Regions from separate parts of the Mus musculus genome. Here all the other regions are linked to region 3. A link is a contact called in public Hi-C and HiChIP or PLAC-seq data. All regions are on one chromosome and are shown on one strand. The core of a region is the stretch at or near the end of the contact, and the rest is flanking DNA. Distances in the headings are between cores, read along the strand shown. Region 1 overlaps Samsn1 (SAM domain, SH3 domain and nuclear localization signals, 1). Region 2 has its middle 21 kb from the start of Samsn1. Region 3 holds the start of 4930578N18Rik (RIKEN cDNA 4930578N18 gene). Region 4 holds the start of Samsn1 (SAM domain, SH3 domain and nuclear localization signals, 1).

Region 1 (3,206 bases), core at 230-2,729, 240 kb before region 3:
AAAACAGTGCAGAATTTGTATTCTCTAATGCTAACAGCCACAGTCGATAGGAGATTTACACCCTAGTTCATACTAAGTTCAAACTCTTCCTGCTATGAGCTAGTCCAACTTACTGTATCGAAAGAACATACATCTTTACTGGCAACTTCTGTTAGTCCCTAAAATCTATCATGCAACTAGTGTTTGATAAACCAGGAAGCATATGTAATGTTGGCCCACCTTGATTTTAAGGGAGTCGGTGTCATAGGGACTTGGCGTGAAGTCTGTGTGCACTTTGGCCCGGCCACAGAATGGCCCTGAGTAGGGGCTGTCATCATCCAGTCGGAAGCTGTCCCGATTACTTGTTCCATCTGAACAGCTTGTTATTCCACCTGACAAAGTAAAGGTTAACAGTTTGTAGCTTCCAAGGCTTTTAGCTTCCTGTACCATTACCTCAAACTGGAGCAACGGATGCCAGCCTTATGCAGTTCTCAGTCACATCCCTTCGGAAACCCTGTCTTGTAAGCTAGGTTTGATGCTTTCTTGCCAGTCTGAATACTCTAGATAGTCCTTATTCCAATACCATCTCATTTCAAAATATCTCCTCATTTGGATCTGATCTGCCTTAAAGGGCATTAAACAATCAATGCTCCACTTGCTAAGTTGGAGCAAAGAATAGATTCAAACTTTGACCTTGACAGATAATTTCCGAGTTGGAAACTATGAAAGAATTCAATAGAAACAGTTTAATCATTTTGTGTTGTTATTGATCATAAGTAATCAACACATGACATTTCAGAGTTCCATACAACTTATGTAATTGTGATTAAAAAGTCTTTCCAAGAATTCTTACTGTGTGCCAAAGACCATATGAAAGAAACATCTTTGCCTATAAACATCTTTGTGTGATACTTTTGTTTGCCACAGGGGTGGAGAGGAGAGTTGCCCACATGTGTGAACCTCCAAACTGTCTGGGTGCTTATTTTCTGGTCTCCCTTCCCTTCTGATCTTGAACTTCACTTGAGAAAAATAAAAAGTGAGCAAAGCAAACACAGAGAGCATTCCATCTTGCTCCATTTTGCTTCCCTTCTGTAGTGTCACAGCTGTTGGCAGTGAAAGTGCCTGGCTGTTTCTCCCACACTCACAGGCTCCTCACTTCCTCTTTCAGGTTGACCTTTTGCTGCTCAAGGAGGCAAGAGCGGCAGTTTCACTGCCGTGGATTTTGAAATAAGGCAAAAGTCCTGTAAGTTCCACATTGGGTGTGAATAGAAATGTAGCATGTGAGTGAAACACTATCTCCCCACACCTCCCTTCTGGATTAGTGTACGGGTGCTGGCTTTGCATGGTATGTTGGAATCATATAATTCTTCTCACATTCAGTATCACAACCTTGAATTTGAAAACTTCTAGCAGAACTGGATACTTATGAAATCTGAATGACACACACACTGCATCCTTAAAATGTGTCAGCATTAGCTTTTTACAACAAAATAGCTATTGTATAGCTAATATGAAGAAAATTGAGAATATTCAAAACATCTGTTCTTTGTGAGTCATCTTTGAATAACAGAAGTACTTGATTTAAAAACAACTGGAAAATAATCTTTGCAGAGACATTTGAAAGTCCTGAAGATACTGGACTGGAGCAAAGATAACAGTTTACTTATATAAAATATATGAGGCACCAGCACTATCAGTAGTTTCTTGTAACTGTTGTAGCATAAAATGTAACTGATGTTAAGTAATGTCCTTCTTAGACCAATAGCAGTGTTGATTCCACACTTATAGTTCCTGCTAATCTCCTTTCCCACCCCACTGGCGACGTATCTATCACACAGTATTATTCACTGCACCAGTCTCTACTTACTAACAGTAAATGGAAACGACAGAATTAAGGCAAATGTCCTGCACTTTGCAGAAAAGTAGGAAAAGAAAGAAAGAAAGAAGGAAAGAAACGAAAGAAAGAAAGAAAGAAAGAAAGAAAGAAAGAAGGAAAGAAAGAAAGGAAGGAAGAAAAGAAGGAAGGGCTGGGCAGTGGTGGCACAAACCTTTAATCCCAGCACTTGGGAGGCAAAGGCAGGCAGATTTCTTAGTTTGAGGCCAGCCTGCTCTACAGAGTGAGTTCCAGGACAGCTAGGGCTACACAGAGAAACCCTGTTTTGAAAAAAAAAAAAAGGAAGGAAGAAAGAAAGAAAGAAAGAAAGAAAGAAAGAAAGAAAGAAAGAAAGAAAGAAAGAAAGGAAGGAAGGAAGAAAGGAAGGAAGAAAGAAAGAAAGAACAAATAGAGAGAGAAAGACAGGCAGAAAAAAAGACAAAAAGAAAGACAGACAGACAGACAGAAATGAGTGGGGGAATGAGAGAGGGAGGAAAGAAAGGACAAAAAGAAAAAGAAAACAATCAAAGAAGGCCCATGGGAGAAAAATAAAGAATAGTCGTCTACTTCTCTATTTCAAATAATGTTATGTCTTTTGAATCAAGATAACACTACGTTCTTCAGAGCATAAAAGTTTTATATCAGACTTTGTTACCTAAAAGAACTTTTTGAGGCTACTGGTTATTTCATATTGTTGTTCCACAGGGCAGAGGGAGGGTATAGGGAACTTTCGGGATAGCATTTGAAATGTATATAAAGAAAATATCTAATAAATAAATAAATAGATAGATGAACTTTTTGAGGCATTGCACCAGATCCCTGTAGGCTATAGCATCAGAAATATGTTGTGCTATGTATCACAATCACTAGTAAGTCCATGTATAGTCAAGGCTCTAACCTTTCCAACTTCTCTATTGTCATGTATCTGGATCTTTGTTTCTAATTTGATAAACACCCTCAGAGTGAGCATTCACTGTTTTGAACTAGCTTATCCCAGGCTCCATGTCTGCCATGACACCTCTTACTCATTGGCCTTACTTGATGAACTCTGCCCACTGTAAAGACTGTCCATAGAGTCGCTGGCTTTGAGTGAGATCTTCTCTGTATGTGTTCCAATCATGGGATCACTGTTCCGATATGGGAGGGCTTCCTCTCCACTTTCTTCCTCCTTCAGGAGAAAAGGTATCAGAGGTTAAGTGTGCAGATCAGTTTTCCACAGACAGGTTCACTGTGTGCACTGACTCAACAAGCAAGATACATTTAAACAATAAAACACTCATGAATACATCAGCATAAAATATGAGGGTCATTAATCTTCAGTTCATTTTCTAGGAAAACAGTTAGAGGATACTTG
Region 2 (3,402 bases), core at 72-2,571, 190 kb before region 3:
GTTGATTTTTAAAGTAAGCAAGGCACTTTTCTTCAAGTGGTAGTTTTAAAATAATATGTAGTCATTATGCCTTCTGTAACAAAGTTGCCTTGAGAGTATAGAACCAGGAAGGCATCTTAGCATTCAACCTTTATATGCATTATTTTACAACTAAAGAAAGAATATCTAACACTATCTGACATATTTTCCAGCGCAGAATCTTTTCACAGAATCTTTTCACAGGAAGGGTTTCCCATACACAGGAAGTCTATTGGAAGCCACATCAACACTCAGTAAGACCTCTTCCAGTGAGCCAAGCTTTGTTATCCACTATCCAAGGACCTCAATGTCTTAAGTCATGGTTTTCCTTCTTGTAAATAAAGACTGAACATGTGAGCTAATGTCTTGCAGATTTTCTTACTCATAAGAAAGGAGGTTCATAGAGTTGATTTATGAAACAACTCACCACTTTAACAGAATAAGTTCTCCCGGGATTATTCTTGTTCTCGGGTATTGGATGTACTAAGAAATATCATACAAATTGACTTCGTTTTCTCTGAAAATATTCTCTTACATAATATGATGACTACTTTTTTTAAACAGTTTTCATCTTTGCATTATATGTTTCAGGCAATGGTTGCTTGTCATGAAGAAATTCAAAGGCAATTTCTTCTCTGGGTTATTTTTTCATTTTCTTCCCACATATACACATTAGGATTTAGTTTTCATCCCAGCCTGCTGCTTTGATAGATTACTCCTGCATTCTCAGAATTCGTCCTGCTATCCCAATCTCAGCCAGCCAGCCATGCCCCTTAGAGTTCTTGCCTTCGGTTTTCTTCAGTTCTATACAGCTCTGAAAGTTATTGATTATGCAAATTCAAAAAAAATTAACTCATCAAAAAATAGCACACATAAAGTGGGAACTGGCCGAAGAAACCCAAAGAATATTGTTTTAACGGGAAGCTGTGCCATTAACTGCTACAACTACTGTGTTCCTGTTACAGCTTTTTTTTTTTTCTGATGTATTTATCACCGAATGGGAACAGTTTAATCTGTTCCATACAGAGAGAGAGCAGGAGGAACTCTCAGTGGCCTCGAAATATGATGTCCTCTGCTGCAAACAACTGATTTAAATTTCCTGCAGGTGGCAGGTCTAACTTTTTTTTTTTTCCAAGAGGAAATAACCCTTCTCTAAAAGTCAAATTTGTTTTGAAAGCTGTGGTGTCTTTAACCACTTCTTTTTTTTTTTTTTTTTTTTTTTTCAGTTTTTCAGTTGACACCCTGTCATGACTTACGGTGGGTTGCATCAATCATTCTAAGTTCTTACAGAAAATATTTTGTGGTGGTTGACTATCACATGCGAGAAACTAAAGTGCCCTTTGTGGGTGACTGCACCGATACCTCTGATTTCTTGCCAAATCATTCAGAATGCCGCAAATCCATTAAATCTCTCAGCGGGGAGGGCAAAAAATTCCCGCATCCTAGAGAGAATTTATGAGTTCATTTCAATCACCACAAATGAGAGCCACCCTTAATATTCATTAGCGATTTTTACGGTGGCAATATGCATTATCTACTCAGATGCCCCTCTGAAAGGCCAATTTCCCTTGAAACTCTGCATGGCTCCCAGCCACTCTGTGGAAACAATGGCCTATGTCCAAGTGGAATGGGGGACGCAAATGAATGACATTTCCTGATCCACTGGTAATGATTCCATTAAGCTATGATGGTGTCTATGAGCTCCAGAGTTTAAAAATCAAAGGGCAGAATCGAAATATATGCTAGAGTCATGGTATCACTTCTCCCCTCTCATCTGTGACCATACGTCCTAAAGAGAATGGGGCTTTTTGGTTGACATCACAAAAGATGACTTTTAAAGCTGACATTTCTTTCATTTAGAGAAATGCTGCTGCTACTGAGGACATAATCTGTGAGCCTGAGAATTTTTATGAATCTCTGTCTACATTTCACCATTGTTAAAGTCGCCACCCCCACCCCCCCCCCCCCGCCCCCAGTCTGTCATCCCCTCCACACAGGTCTCACCATATGTAGCCAGCCATCTTTTCAAAATGCAAATTGACTACCTTTCTCCATTCCTTTACCAAGCAAATGAGAAAGAAGCCAGCAAGCAGAAAACAGTCTCCCCAGTTTTCTAGGTCTCCATTGTTCTTAGAAGATGAACAGTACAACTCAGGGTAACTTACAAGGTCCTGTGGGTCCCCTTCCTCAGTCTTACCTGGTGCCTTTTTTCCTGAGAGATTCAGTCCCCATCCATTCTTACGATTTTTCTATCACTTTTATTTTGGGTTAATTAAGTTCAACTCATTAGACTTGAACTCAACTAGCCATATCACAAAAGTGTTCCCTGATCCCTTGACTTGGACAGATCTACCCATTAAAAACTTCATGGAATGACATAGAAATAATAGCTATTATCAAAGTTACCAATTTATGTTTTTCTATGAATATTTTCATTTTGTCACTAATTTAAAATACTCAATATTTTGTTCTTATCGAAAACAATGTGAATATTCCAGTTTTTTTTCTTTTGATCAAAAGAATAAGTAAGTTCTTGCTTTTGAGGATTTTTATACATTGTCTGAGAGTCCTTTATCTGGGTGACATACAGGCTTGGCTTTGGGTTGGGCTGAGGTTAGCTGTAATAAGGGCATATTTCTAACCCAATTATTCATCAGTATGGTTGTATTTAATAGCAGGAAACCATGAGATGCATAAAGATTGTACACTGAATATTCATAAGGAATTTTAGAGTGAATTCAACTACTTGTTTTACAACTACCCAGGAAGGAAAGGGAACATGAATTTTGTTCCTTCATTTTTCATTCTCCTATGAAAAATACTATTATGACCTGGAGTTATATCCTTGCCCTGAAATAAAGTATCATGAAAAGTGTACAACATCAGGCTATGATAAAGTAGATGAGTTTTTAAAAGCCAAAGTCATTTTACTTGTGTGAGACGTTGCTAATGTGGTGATAATTTGCCATGTCGGAGATGCAGAATCTTGAGACCAGCAGGCACCCCAGTCCTGAGTCTTGTCTGAGTTCCCCAGAGACTCGTAGGCATAAAGCCACTGGAGCACTCTGGGAAGGCAAAAGCAAACCTTATTAGATATTTACTCTGAATATTTATAGGGAGGTCATTCTATCTGTATCTCTCCTGAGAAAATTAGGTAAAGTGAAGGAACGAATCTTGAAAACTAGGAAAACCCAGCAATGTGCATTCAGTCTCAATTGGGATCCCAAGTGGTTAAAAGTTGCAAATGGTGCACCTGTAATATTAGCTGTCTTAGTCATCTCTGTGACCCCCACAGTCTAAGAAAACACATGAGTTTTAATAGGTACCATGTTCTTGTTCAGTTTTTTCCACTCAACAAAACAAAACCCAGAAGCTGGGATACAT
Region 3 (3,421 bases), core at 910-3,409:
TTACATGCTAAGAGGTGGTGCATATATTAATTAGTGTGTGTGTGTGTGTGTGTGTGTGTGTGTGTGTGTAGCCATGGACTATATAATATCATAATTGGAGACTGATGTGAAAAGATCTGGGGTCTGGGTCTGGAGTTGCTATATTTTCACCACTCTTGCAAACAGAATCGAGTAATAAGGTCCCATCTAGGTTGGGGAGGACCATCTCTAGCTATGGAATGTCTTGAGCAAGGACCATAATTAGCTGACAGTTGGCAGTCTATCCTGGAATCTACTAGTGACCTGTGCAAAGACAGAACTTTATAGTCAAATAATGATTTTTAAAATGAAAGTGAAAACAACCAAGGATGGGCCTTCCCTCCTCCCAAAGCTCAACCCTGGCTATATTCAAAGAACCCAGACTCCATCACCCACCCCCCATCCCAAGCGCAACACTGGTTGTGTTCAAAGAACCTAGACTTAACTGTTCTGGGACAGAGAATGCCTGAAAGCTCCTTTGCTTTCTCTTTCGATTTGCATTGGTCTAAATGCCATGTAATTACCAGAGTTAAAAGTTTCTCTCTTTCATTCCTTATATGTTTCTCCTTTTTTTATAAAATTATTTTCCTGCCAACAAAAATGATAGAATAGTCTTTGTAAAACTCACTTAATATTGCACCCCCCCCAAGTTCACTCATTTCTCTGATGATTATGAGACGAAGTACAAACATAGGCTTTGCCGTGGAGCCTGTACAACGAGGCCTCCTCCGCCAGTGGTACCTGACTATCCCTGAGCTTGATGAGCATCCTCATCCCTCTAAGGTCTGTTTGCTGAGTAAAGGAGGCCTGGTAATACCATACTGTGGGTCTGGGTACCAGAGGCTTTCCACGGAGATCTCTGGCCTTGCTTGGTATGAGAGTTCCAGCGAAGGGAAGCTTCAGAAGGGTAGACCTCTTCCCAAGTGTTACAGCTCTTAGGACAGAAGGTTTGGACTATGGAGTAGTTTGCACACACCTTTAATCCTTCCAAATAGGATTCCTATATACAGTTTTGGGGTACGTAAGGGTCTGACAACAGGTACTTCTCATTGGTTTGGTCTAAGAGCTTGGAAGAAACCTTATTTGTGTGTGGGAGGGCTTGGTGCTGCTCCTACTTGACTGATGACCACATATTCCTCTGTGGAGGGCTGTGGGAGGCTGTAGCTATGTGACAAGAGCCAGGGACCCAGGAGGCAAGACCAAACACCTTCTGTCCCATGCAGGTGGAAGTCACTGGGGTTCCAGACCTTTGCTTGACTGGGACCAGGCTGTCTGTGTACGGCCCATCACCCCACACCATATCCTGTGCTGTTAGAACCCACTCTTGAGTGATATGACACATATATCACTCTTGAGTGATATGACACATGATATAGAGCGTATAACTTTCTATGATTGTTGTGAGCAGGCTCTCTGGTGGTCATGAGAGTGAATACACTCAGACATGGCAGTTCAGAAACACGTGATAGAATTTCTACACAGAAACTGTCTTTAGTTCTTGCAGAGCTTGGCGGGGAGTATGTGTCTAATTCCCTGCCTCAAACACTTTACACTGGGGGTTGGAAACAGGTAGCTCCTACAGATGTAACCACTGTCCTCCAATATACTGTGCCTAGGATTGCACATACAGCTACCTGGACACACACACACAGAAAGAGAGACAGAGACAGAGACAAAGACAGACAAAGAAAGAAAGACAGAAACAGAGAGAAAGGGAGAAATAAAGGTACACAGAAAGACAGAAACACAGAGAGAGAGAGAGAGAGGGAGGGAGGGAGGGAGAGGGAAAGACAGACAGAGACAGTGACAAACAGAGAGAGAAGGAAAAGGGAGGGAGGGAGAGGGAGAGAAAGAGACCTAAAATCCTGATGTTACATGAGCCTTATCTCCTTGAAACATGTTGTTTCCTCTCCGTAGTGTGCCCTTTCCCTGACATTTCTGTCTGATACAATGTCCTATTCATCTTTCAGATTCAAATATCACCTTCCAACGGAGGCCTTCTTCACTCCCTTAGTTATTGACATGCTGTCCATAGGGAGCCCATAACTAGTTGATCACACCCCTTCCCTGGGATTTATGACATCATTTACACTTCATCACCATGGAGAGGAGTCATGCTTTATTACTCTCTGCGGTGGCCATTTCTGCTGCCAAGTATGGCATGGAGGAGATGTCCCTTCAAGACGGTTAGACACATAGTCTGCAGCAGAATGCCATTCATGGGTAAGAATGTTTTCTTCAGAGCACTGAGGATTTGGAGGCTAGACCTGTGAGCTGAGTGAGTTGAATGCTCGTTGGAGGGTAGCAAGAATGCTTTCTTCCTGAAAGACATGAGTCTGAAGGGCAGGCAGATCAAGGAGCGATAGCAAGAGATGCAGGTCCTCTGACTTCACCCCTGCTTTCCTGTCTGGCTCTGCTTATCGCTTGTAAATGTAGTTACCGGGTGTCAAGGAACCCTGGGAGAAGTTTTCATCTGAATTCTGAGGCGTGATATGCTCTCTCATGGTTTTCTTCTTCTTCTTCTTCTTCTTCTTCTTCTTCTTCTTCTTCTGAAGACTTGCTGTAGGAGAAAGAGCTCCTTCATGTTCTCACTGCCCTGAGTGGCTGACCTTCTCACAAGAAATGCCCCCAACTCCTCAGACAGGAGACACCACCTGCCATTGCAGCAGCAGTCTGGAGGCAGCAGACTGTGTTCGCATATTTGGTAATCAGCATGAACGCAGCCAGGAGAGGGGCCCAGCTGCGATGTCAGTTTCCCCTCATTAACACTGGGTCAAAATGACTCTGCTATCTTAAATGGCTCCTCTTTAATTAAATTAATGTCGACTTCTCTGTTCTACCCTGTCCTAGGAATTTTCAATCTGTTACTTAAGGCAACGGGAGAAAAAAAAAAGTTTTTTTTTTTCATTAATCCTGTTGCTTGAGTTATGATTTCTACAAAGAGCTTAATACAGATTAAACATAATTGAAGACCTATCACTTAAAAGAGCCCATTCTGTTGTGTCGTTTGCCAAATGCAGCATTGACTAGGCAGGGACAGGGGCTGGAATAGACAGATCAAGCCAAATACGAATATACCATGACCTCTGGAAGCCCAGAATCTGGGTAGAGAGAGAAGAAGGGCATGAAACAGTATAAGGTCAGGTGTTCTGTAGTGTAGTCATAAAGGCTTTGAGAAAGCTAAGCAGACTGGGAATACAGAAAAGGAGAAAGACAGTCTGCCACTATGGTGTGTATGGAGCCTCCTGTGTCTAGACCTGGACAAAGGTAAGGTAAAGACAGGGACAAAAAACCTACAGGGAACAGAGGAAGATCTGGGGGCAGAAACACCTGGAGTGTCCAATACAAAGCAAGGAGGGTGAGCGTCCAAATGGGTTGTGGGGAATGAGCTAAAAAAGTGGGG
Region 4 (3,380 bases), core at 121-2,620, 210 kb before region 3:
GGAAATAATGAATTCTCAGTTTACTTCAGATCTTTTGCCAAAGGTTTTAAACCGTTGAAGACTGTCCTGTGCCTACTCAGTTCAGAAGGAAAATCAGTCCCCAAACTGTCTCTCTCCCAATGAGAAATAAAAGCTGATGACAAAGTGTAAACTCCTTAAAAACAAAGAATCCACTAGTATTTATCTCACCAACAAAAAGATTGAATTTATTTGAGAAACGTTAGGAATGTATAAACAGGACAGAAATTTTCTGACATCACAACTTCATACTAAAGAAATTAATGTTACTAGTAAATGACGTTTAAAGTTCTATAAGAATGTAAACTTGGCTTTTCCTATATTATTTTTAATGCCAATTGTTATCAAGAGAAAGAATAAAAGAACATACTACATAAGACTGGCTTATCAAATTTACTAATTTATAAATTTTGTGTCTTCTCAAAATAGGGCACAATTCTCTCTAATGACAATGTGAAAATGCATGTCTACTACAAGATATCATAGCTGAACATTCAAATTACAAAAAGAATTTTAAAAAACTAACCTAAAATTTCTCCATTTTAGTCTTCTTACTGTTATGTATTTTAAATATCTACAATTTAACAGATAAAATAATTCCTTCAGAACACTGGTAAGATATTGAACAACCAAGGAATGAAAAATAGGCAGAGAATTCATGATATTAATGGTTAAGTGGAGGCCACCAAACAGAGTTCCATAAAATTATCCTAACCCAATCTTAGCTAACAACATAAAGGGTTGAATCTAATACACAATTGTGAAGACCATAATTGCTCATCAGTATGCAAATTCTTCCATATGTATTTTGATGCACTTAGTCCTCTACTTAAATTAATTTAGAAGTGACAGATAAAATGTCATGTAAGTAGTAGGGTGATGATGTAGGCTGTGAGTGTGCATGTATGCTTGTGTGTGTGTGTGTGTGTGTGTGTGTGTGTGTGTGTGTGTGTGTGAGAGAGAGAGAGAGAGAGAGAGAGAGAGAGAGAGAGAGATGTATGTCACTGTGTGGTTTGTTTGAATGTGTTGTGTGCTTGAATGAGTTTGTGTATGTGTGTGTATACACGTATATGTGCGTATGTGTAAATGGTATGTGTGTGTGTGTGTGTGTGTGTGTGTGTGTGTGTCTGGTGTGTCTGTGTTATACATTTGCAAGTAAGTGTTGCTTTCTAGTACAGTATTTGGTTAGTTTTACTCTGTAAGAAAATAAACTTACCTTCGGTTTTTGGTGTTTCTCCTTGTCTGAGGCATTGGATGGCTTCCTCTTTAGCATTTTGAATTCTGGCCACCTCTAGTGAGCACAGTTGCTGCTGTTACAGAGACAACTGAGAGCAGGCACGGGTGCTCTCCGTGATACCCAGCATCTGATAGCACTGAGGAAGTGTCTGATGTGACACTTCCTCCTCTGGTCAGGATGTGACTTCAGTGTCTGCTTGGTTGAAGGTTTCTTTTTTTTTTTTTTTTTTTTTTCCTTTCCTTCCTTACCGTAATTATTTGGTAACTCTGTACTGTATTCTCGGTGCTGTATTCTATGATATAATTCTTAGCTCACACCTTTGACATGGCTACGGTAATTACTAAGGGTGTAATGGTTTGGAAAACAAAACTTATTTTCTCAGTTTATGTAAAAGAATTTAACACATTAAAAAAGATGGCACAAGAGGAAAATATCTGAACCTTTTAAATGAAATCAAACAGAATATTGTGGATTTTTAAAAGTTTGAGACTATTTAAAGAATTCCATTTTATATTTTTATAATATTTTATTATTTGAGGTTATATAATACACTTACATCATTTCCACCTTTTCATTTTTCTCCTTCCAAATTTTCCAGGGAACCTACCTTTCAATTTCATTGCCCACTTTTTAAATGTGACATATGTCTGTATCTTTCTCAATACATAATTGTATATTTCTACATGACGATCAATTTGAAGTTAAATAATATTAATCCTCCCTAAAGCTACCGTAATAGGGTATAGATTAAAAGTACCTAACTGTAATAGGATTCTAGCTCCAGATATTGATGAGTGGGCATTGGTGACATTGAAAAAGCAAGCATATCATTGTTAAAACCCCCTGATTAATAAAAGAACCACTTCCTGCTACATAGTATACGTACTCTGTACCCTGGTAATGCCTGGTTGGTGGGTGATGCTACCGACTGCTCAGTCCTCTCTCCAGACAAGGCATCCAGTGTCTACTAAGTGGGCCTGGAATAGCCCCAATATGTCTTAAAGGTTTTGCTGAAAGCCAGATCCAGAGATCCAGATAAAAGAGAAGGTTGCTCAGACTTCCTTGAAAAATGAAGCCCTTATCAGATGAGCTTGTGCAGATTGTTTCAAATGCAGGCTCTGGTTAAATGGCCTGCTTCAAGAAAACTTGTACTTTCTGCTCATAAACTCCTCAGATTAAAAACAGTAGCACCATATTTTTAGGAAGTGCTTCTCTAAGAATCATGCTCTGGCCCTCTTTTCTCAGTTGTCCCTCCCACCTCTCTGCCTTCGTCCTGGAGTCCCAGCTGAAATTCACTAATTCGCTTAAATACTAAATTGAATACCCACTCTGTGCTATTGAACGTAGTGGGTACTCAATTTCTATGCAATAAACCTCTTAACTAGCAAGAACAAAATGGTATTTTATGCACTACAATAGAATTGGGTAAACCACTTAAGAGGATTGGAGTTAATAAACAGCTGCAGTGGCAGGAGGGTAATTTTGAGAAGTAAGAGGTTAGTATTTTCAGAACAATGACAGGGGAATAACACCAGACAACCTGAAAACCTAAGGCTCGGTAATTCCCTAGCAGTGTGACTTTCTGTAAATTTTCTGGGTGGTTCTCAGTTAACCCAAGGGAATAAACTATTCCGTCGCCTAAGAAATTAAGAGCCATGAAAAGATATTTTCTTATCTGAGACATCAGTGCTCCTTGTACTCTTCCATCTCTTTGTGAAACGGATGGGAGTTTAATTCAGGAGTGGAATTTGATCAGTTCAGTGAGGAGGATAATGGTGATAGTTCCTAAATGATCGTTTCACTGAGAATCAAAGCTAATGCCAATATGGGCCGCCCTTATGCACCATCACTTCAGAATAGTTTACACCAAAAATTATCTGTAGATAATGAATGAATATTAAATATCAAAGTTATATTTGGAGAATTTTTTATAGTTTACATTTTTATAATGACAACTAAAACAGTGAATATTCAAATTGCTGGTACTAACATTTTGTGTGTGTGTTCAGCTGAAATGCAGTTATGCAACATTTGATATTAACGCTCTTCCAAATTGCCGTAAACCCCTAACTTAAACCTCCATGCCAGTCACTGGAAACACACTTCTAGTTCTTAATTGGTGGTG

The links. Hi-C and Micro-C count contacts between places; a contact is called where the count stands out from the background. HiChIP or PLAC-seq counts read pairs in DNA pulled down with a chosen protein or histone mark.
Region 1: a contact with region 3 is called in a Hi-C map of myeloid progenitors, with 6 times the contacts expected there. The contact joins the enhancer-like site here to the promoter of 4930578N18Rik in region 3. A contact is called at or near these places in 5 of 39 promoter capture datasets (the 3T3-L1 cell line, the C10 cell line, the HPC-7 cell line and 1 more), 1 of 15 datasets of contacts at CTCF or cohesin (pro-B cells), 11 of 484 Hi-C or Micro-C datasets (B cells, ECoMG-derived neutrophils, the G1E-ER4 cell line and 5 more) and 4 of 115 datasets of contacts at active chromatin or transcription factors (the HPC-7 cell line, acute myeloid leukemia and microglia).
Region 2: an H3K27ac HiChIP or PLAC-seq map of the HPC-7 cell line shows a contact between it and region 3, with 7 times the contacts expected there. The contact joins the enhancer-like site here to the promoter of 4930578N18Rik in region 3. A contact is called at or near these places in 2 of 39 promoter capture datasets (the C10 cell line and the HPC-7 cell line), 1 of 15 datasets of contacts at CTCF or cohesin (pro-B cells), 9 of 484 Hi-C or Micro-C datasets (CD8 T cells, the G1E-ER4 cell line, the HPC-7 cell line and 6 more) and 4 of 115 datasets of contacts at active chromatin or transcription factors (the HPC-7 cell line, bone marrow-derived dendritic cells, microglia and 1 more).
Region 4: an H3K27ac HiChIP or PLAC-seq map of bone marrow-derived dendritic cells shows a contact between it and region 3, with 9 times the contacts expected there. The contact joins the promoter of Samsn1 here to the promoter of 4930578N18Rik in region 3. A contact is called at or near these places in 2 of 39 promoter capture datasets (the C10 cell line and the HPC-7 cell line), 12 of 484 Hi-C or Micro-C datasets (B cells, the Ba/F3 cell line, CD8 T cells and 6 more), 10 of 115 datasets of contacts at active chromatin or transcription factors (the 230-238 cell line, CD8 T cells, the HPC-7 cell line and 4 more) and 2 of 9 other capture datasets (adipose tissue and macrophages).

Annotation. Positions count from the first base shown.
Region 1 is chr16:75,876,207-75,879,412 of GRCm38.p6, forward strand. It overlaps Samsn1 (SAM domain, SH3 domain and nuclear localization signals, 1), which reads right to left. Exons shown (of 8, transcript NM_023380.2): 4 at 2,891-3,020; 5 at 220-371. Among named protein-coding and RNA genes, the nearest start is that of Samsn1, 31 kb to the right of the region's middle. Within about 2 kb of position 1,480, at least 87 of the 459 cell types and tissues checked have an H3K27ac peak or open chromatin away from gene starts, as enhancers often do. A contact at or near this core is called in the G1E-ER4 cell line, the HPC-5 cell line, the HPC-7 cell line and 6 more, where this site is marked.
Region 2 is chr16:75,928,555-75,931,956 of GRCm38.p6, forward strand. No RefSeq gene overlaps it. Among named protein-coding and RNA genes, the nearest start is that of Samsn1, 21 kb to the left of the region's middle. Within about 2 kb of position 1,322, at least 37 of the 459 cell types and tissues checked have an H3K27ac peak or open chromatin away from gene starts, as enhancers often do. A contact at or near this core is called in the HPC-7 cell line, bone marrow-derived dendritic cells and granulocyte-monocyte progenitors, where this site is marked.
Region 3 is chr16:76,120,454-76,123,874 of GRCm38.p6, forward strand. 4930578N18Rik (RIKEN cDNA 4930578N18 gene) reads left to right here and starts at 2,160. Exons shown (of 3, transcript NR_040575.1): 1 at 2,160-2,241.
Region 4 is chr16:75,907,896-75,911,275 of GRCm38.p6, forward strand. It overlaps Samsn1 (SAM domain, SH3 domain and nuclear localization signals, 1), which reads right to left and starts at 1,371. Exons shown (of 8, transcript NM_023380.2): 1 at 1,235-1,371. The coding sequence starts at 1,291.